2 separate regions of the Gossypium hirsutum genome follow, and region 1 is linked to region 2. Evidence: chromatin contacts called from public Hi-C data. All regions are on one chromosome and are shown on one strand. Each heading gives the region's core, a stretch centred on a gene start, on an enhancer-like site or on the middle of the called end of the contact. The rest is flanking DNA. Distances are from core to core; before and after follow the strand shown. Region 1 holds the start of LOC107957355 (phosphate transporter PHO1 homolog 3). Region 2 holds the start of LOC107957351 (probable methyltransferase PMT2).

Region 1 (2,823 bases), core at 171-2,670, 390 kb before region 2:
CTCCCATCCCATTTTTATAATTAATTAATTTTTTATATTATTTTTATTAAGAAAAAAGCCACTTTCAACAACAACAGAAATCTTACCAGTTGAAAAAGTTACCCTATGCCTGTCTCTTTTGGCTTTGGGTCTTAAGATATTCATCCCTTTAGTACGATTGGCATTGGAAAAATGCTTGATGAATGTAGCTTCAACTCTCTCCATCAGCTTTGTAATATCATCAGAGCTACCAAGGTTGGAGTTATCCACCATTTTCATGTAAGATCTCGATGCACTTCTCGATGTGATCTTATCATACTTCTTCATGATTTTGGAGAATGCCAAGGTATTCAAAAAGCTGTTGAGTTCCAGGAAAAACAAAAACTGAGTAATAAGACCTAACGATGAAATAAATTAAGCCTGGCCAGTTATGTACCTGTAACTTTTAAGCAGGCGAAGCTTTTGGTAAAATTCAACGAAAGCCCGCTTGAGTTGATCTTCAACTTTTCTTAGATTTTCCCTACTGAAACTCATCTCCGCCTGTTTTGGAACCTGCAGAACACCTTTAATGGTGGAACGAGGAGTTTCGAGAGTGTTGTTCATCTTCACCCGATCTAGTACTTCTAGCGGTGCGGGCTTCACCCCCTTGATTTTGGGTTTCGGCGGTTTTGGCTCCTGAACTGGAGTTTCCATCTCTTTCTCATCATCTTTATCATCTTCAGTTTGTCCATGGATGCTTTCTTCAATGGCTTCCAAGTGAGCAGCTCTTTCTGCACATCAAACAGGTTGAAGTTCAATTAATTATTTTTACGATAATTCTCGATATAAATATAATTGTAAGTTGCAACTTACTGCTCTTTGATCTACCCCCAGATGGAGTAGTAGGAACCGACAGTGATGCAGTGGAAACAGCAATGTCGGAAGCAAGACGAGTCATCTCGACGGACCTATCGAAATTCACCGGGGGATTCTCAACTTTGATCCTAAAAGCAATCAAAGCATCCATTTGTTTGTTCAAAACATTTGCTTCTTTCATCACTTCCTCCACCTTATCCTTATAAAATTTGTTCACTTTGTTCAGCTCATCATCAAGCCTTCTAAAGTAAACCAGCTCATACTCTCCCCCCTCATCCGACGACATAAGGAACGTGGTTTCGTAACTTTCAGAACCGTTCCGTTCGACGGAGTTTACCAGAATGGGTTGGCTTTCGATATCGGGTGATGCAGAAGAAGGGCTGGTGGGGTTGTGGTGGTTCTTCTGCGTTAGCCCACTGAAAGCTCTATAAAGTGTAAGTTTTCGTTTTAAACCAGTAGACGGTGGCTTCGTCCTATGCTTGAAACGTTGGATTTCTTTTAAAAGAGTCTTCAAGTATTCATAATCCATGTACGCATTTTGCCATTCCGGCACCATCTGCGACGCGAATTCCTTCCCGAACTTCATCTTCCCCTTGTCAATACAGATAAAACACTGTAATGCTAACAGCTTTTGTAAGCCTCTTAAAAACCCCCAGAGCAAGTTGAGTTAAGAATTAAAGGGCCAATTTGATGAGGGGAGCAGGGTCCATTAGGTGTAAAGCTTAAATAATATGGTAATTGTGGGAAGGGAAACGAAAGGGATGGGTCGAAAATATCCAATATATTGGAGGAAAAGGTGTGAATACCTTTTACCCATGCATGTTTTTGAGTGGTAGTGTGAGCCATAGTAATACTTATAAAAGCAACAAAGCTGTCAGATATCAGAAGAATGCAAGTCCGACGCGGAAGTTGAAATAAAAACACCACTTGCAAGAAGCCACGCCAAACATAGAATACTCTAAAATCACATATTTGTATGTATTAGTTATATATTTATTTTGAGTACTATCCTACTAGTTTAAGCTATTTATAGTTTTATTTTTTAGAGACTAAATTAGAGGTAAAAAGAAATTTAAGTGAAAAAATCACGAATTTAAAGATAAAATGGGCCAACATGCAACATAAGGAAAAAGGTGGTGCAAAAAATGCAAGCATGGACAACATAAGAGCTAAAGTGCAAAAGAAGAAATTTTATCACAAGACTCTATTTTAATTCCAATTATATTAGGATAATTATTAAGGATTATTAGTTAGATTTTTAGAATTTATTTTTATTTATCTTTATTTATATTTAATTATTTGTATTTATTTTTTAGAATTTAAGTAGGACTAGACTATCTTTTCTAAATAGGGGATGGAGTAACACAAGTTTCACATCCTTTTTTTTCTGTAAATACTCTCTCCCCATCAAGTTTAGTCTCTTTTTTTCCCAAAAAAATTACGAGCCACTAAATCTATTTAGCCGAATATTGTCAAAATTCCCCAAAAAAGGTTCTTGAGGCTTAGAACCCGTACTTAGCCTTCTCAACGAATATTCATCGCTACTCCGTATTACGGGGATGACGTTTCCATCCATATCCCTTAAAAGATGATCTTTTCAACATGTGCAAAGGTGGCCGCTTTGTATATTTTGAGAAGGTTGTATAGTTGGTTCGTTAGCTTAATGTGTCGAAGGTTTGCAAGCCCAAGAGACAAAATGGCGTAGGATTTGTCATTGAGAAGTGATGATTTAACATAAGATAATCCCACAGAAGCGATTGTTGGCTAGAGTCAAGTTTTGCTAAAATTGTAAGTCTAAATTCTTGGAGTTGGTGGTCGTAGGCGTCCTCTTCCAATATAACTGGCTTATTCTATTTCAGAATGATCACCTAAAAGCTGAAGATTGAATCCAAGGCAGATCGAGACAACTGGTGGCTAGAATCTCTTTATAAGAACACAATTTCCTCAACTTTATTTATTTCTATTATTTTTAATTTTCGAAAACTCAAT
Region 2 (2,966 bases), core at 217-2,716:
CTCATTCAAAAAAAGTTTTATGTGATTTAATAACTACTCTTCCATATCTCATTCATTATCTCTAAAAAGATAATGTGAGTTTTTTTTTAGAGAGTTTTCAAATGTTTTGGATAAGCACAATCTTTTAAACAATTTTACATTAATTAATGTTATGGATGGAAGTTAATTCATTATTATTTTTATTTTTTTCCCAAGAGAAGTTGATATTTAATTTTTCAACTTTTATATATTTATATGTTTGTTTATTTGGATCTTACAACTAGAATCTAAGAAATTCTGAGTTAATTACAAATGTATATTAAATACTATTGAGAAATTAATTAAAAATTAGTTATTTAATAATAAACTATTAATTTAAGGGTTAATATTTGGTAAATAATGTATTTTTTTTATTTTACAATCAGCTTTAAAATTTTACTATGAATTTTTCAATATCTTTTTAATATATTTCTATAAAATATTTATCAACTTTCGACGTTACTTGTTAAGTTTAACAATTCTATTTTTTAAATTAATATTTTTTTATAAAAGAACGTACTTTTATTTATTTTAAAAAATAAAAAATAAATAAAATAATTTAACCCTCCATTAGATATTTCTTTTGTAAAAACACCGACATGGTATTAAAAAAGAGAATAAAATGATAAAAAAGGGGACAGAGAGGCAGGATTTAGGCCGTCCTGGTTAAAAGGGATAATAACACTTCTAACCCCTTGTATTTATGCTACCTTTACTCGGTTATGTGTGTTAAAAAAAAAAGAACAAGAAAAAGGAAATCATTGTCCGAACTTAGGCCTTCAACAAACCAAATCAAAGCAGTTTAACCTCAATAGCTTTCTGTATCAATATACAAGTTGTCTGATACAGATATTTTATGATCATTTACATTAACCACCATTTGATTTTATGATTTCCCATCCTACGCTCCATATTAGTTGATGTGCAACTTGATTATCAATCACCGCCTCTTTAAACGTAAATCTGGATCCGTATGGGGGCATGGGACCCACCCCTTCACCTTTTTTTTCTTTTTTTCCTTATCAATTCCTAACCTTTCTTTCTTAGCGCGTGGGTCCCCCTTTGCTCTCTCTTCTCCCAATGCGTATTAGCGCACCGTTTTTATTAACACCGGAACCGAACCGAACGAATCGACCCCGGTCTTTTTTAATAACACCAAAATATAAGGTCTAAATGTTCTCTCAGTCCCTGTAATTTTTTGAACTTTAATCACTTTATGTCTTTAATACTATTAGTTGGTTTATAAATTTTTTTTAAATATCATATGTACCTATTAATAATATCATGGATTGGACTTCGGTTTTCAATTCAAATAATGATTATATTTTAAAATGAAATAATAGAGACTAAATTGTAAAAAGTTGAAGAATACAGGGACTGAGGTTATATTTAAACTAAAACATAAGGAAGATTAAAAATAAAGCGAGATCTCTGTGTTTCTTGTAATTAGGAGACTTAGATTGTATTTATAAACCCAAAACTAGGATTCACGACAAATTGAAAGACAAAAGATAGAGTCGAAATTTGGGATTCTTTTATCCCAATCAATCCCTATTTATATAATTAAAACCCTTTTCTCTTTAAACCTTGTTTTCATGGTGATCGTTCTTCTTCGAGTTTAATATTATCGAAGATTTCTTTTGGAGGAAAGCAGGTTTTTTTTTTCTTAAAAACTTTTCAGTGTTTTATTGACACGTCTCTCCCTTTCCTTCCCTTCCAAGCTCTGAAAATCTCCCTTCCATCATTTAATTCTCTTTTCTTTGAGATCTTCACCCGCTGATTTCATCTATTCATGCGATTGGTAACTCATCTGACACTTCTTTCCTTCCTTCCATCATGGGTTTATATTTTTCCTTCTGATTTAAAGATTCTTTTTTTTTCAATTTTTACTCAAATCAGCTCTTAGCTAGTTTAAGTCCACTGATCTTTGGTCCCCATCATTGGATGCTTATGATTTTGCAGGTTACTATTTTAAAAAAATGGCACTGAAACCGAATTCAGCGGATGGTAGAACAAGGAGTTGGGTGCAGATATTTATCGTTTTTGGATTATGTTGTTTTTTCTACATATTAGGAGCATGGCAACGAAGTGGTTTCGGCAAAGGGGATAGCATAGCTCTAGAGATAACCAAACACGGCGCCGATTGTAACATCATCCCGTCGTTGAACTTCGAAACCCATCACGCCGGCGAAGTGGGGAACGTCGGTGAATCCGAAAAGATCAAGTCTTTTCAGCCCTGCCCTCCTCGTTACGTTGATTACACGCCTTGCCAAGATCAAAAGCGTGCCATGACTTTCCCCAGGGACAACATGATCTATCGGGAGAGGCATTGTCCCAGGGAGGAAGAGAAGTTGCATTGTCTTGTCCCGGCACCTAAAGGATACGTGACCCCGTTTCCTTGGCCTAAGAGTAGGGACTATGTGCCTTATGCTAATGCTCCCTATAAGGCCTTGACGGTAGAGAAGGCTATTCAGAACTGGATCCAATATGAGGGTAATGTATTCAGGTTCCCTGGTGGAGGAACGCAGTTCCCACAAGGTGCGGATAAGTATATTGATCAGCTTGCTGCTGTGATCCCGATTACGAACGGGACTGTAAGGACTGCACTTGATACCGGTTGTGGGGTATGTCATACTGTCATGTTCTTCAAAGTTTTTCAGATGATCTATTGATTTGTAGCTTTGAGGATCTGTTTTAGGTGTATAAATCTTAAAAATTGGTTCCTTTATATAGGTTGCGAGTTGGGGGGCATATTTGTGGAGTAGAAACGTCCTTACCATGTCATTTGCGCCAAGAGATTCACATGAAGCACAGGTTCAGTTTGCCCTTGAAAGAGGTGTTCCTGCTGTTATTGGTGTTCTTGGGACCATAAAAATGCCATATCCATCCAGAGCTTTTGATATGGCTCATTGTTCTCGTTGCTTGATTCCATGGGGAGCAAATGGTGA

Evidence for each region. A called contact is a pair of places that touch in the nucleus more often than the background predicts.
Region 1: a Hi-C map of leaf shows a contact between it and region 2, with 2.5 times the contacts expected there. The contact joins the promoter of LOC107957355 here to the promoter of LOC107957351 in region 2. A contact is called at or near these places in 5 of 34 Hi-C or Micro-C datasets (hypocotyl and leaf).

What each region holds. Positions count from the first base shown.
Region 1 is chrA05:45,002,459-45,005,281 of Gossypium_hirsutum_v2.1, reverse strand. LOC107957355 (phosphate transporter PHO1 homolog 3) reads right to left here and starts at 1,420. Exons shown (of 8, transcript XM_016892865.2): 1 at 832-1,420; 2 at 416-749; 3 at 87-337. The coding sequence starts at 1,420.
Region 2 is chrA05:44,614,850-44,617,815 of Gossypium_hirsutum_v2.1, reverse strand. LOC107957351 (probable methyltransferase PMT2) reads left to right here and starts at 1,466. Exons shown (of 7, transcript XM_041112441.1): 1 at 1,466-1,819; 2 at 1,981-2,642; 3 at 2,752-2,962. The coding sequence starts at 1,998.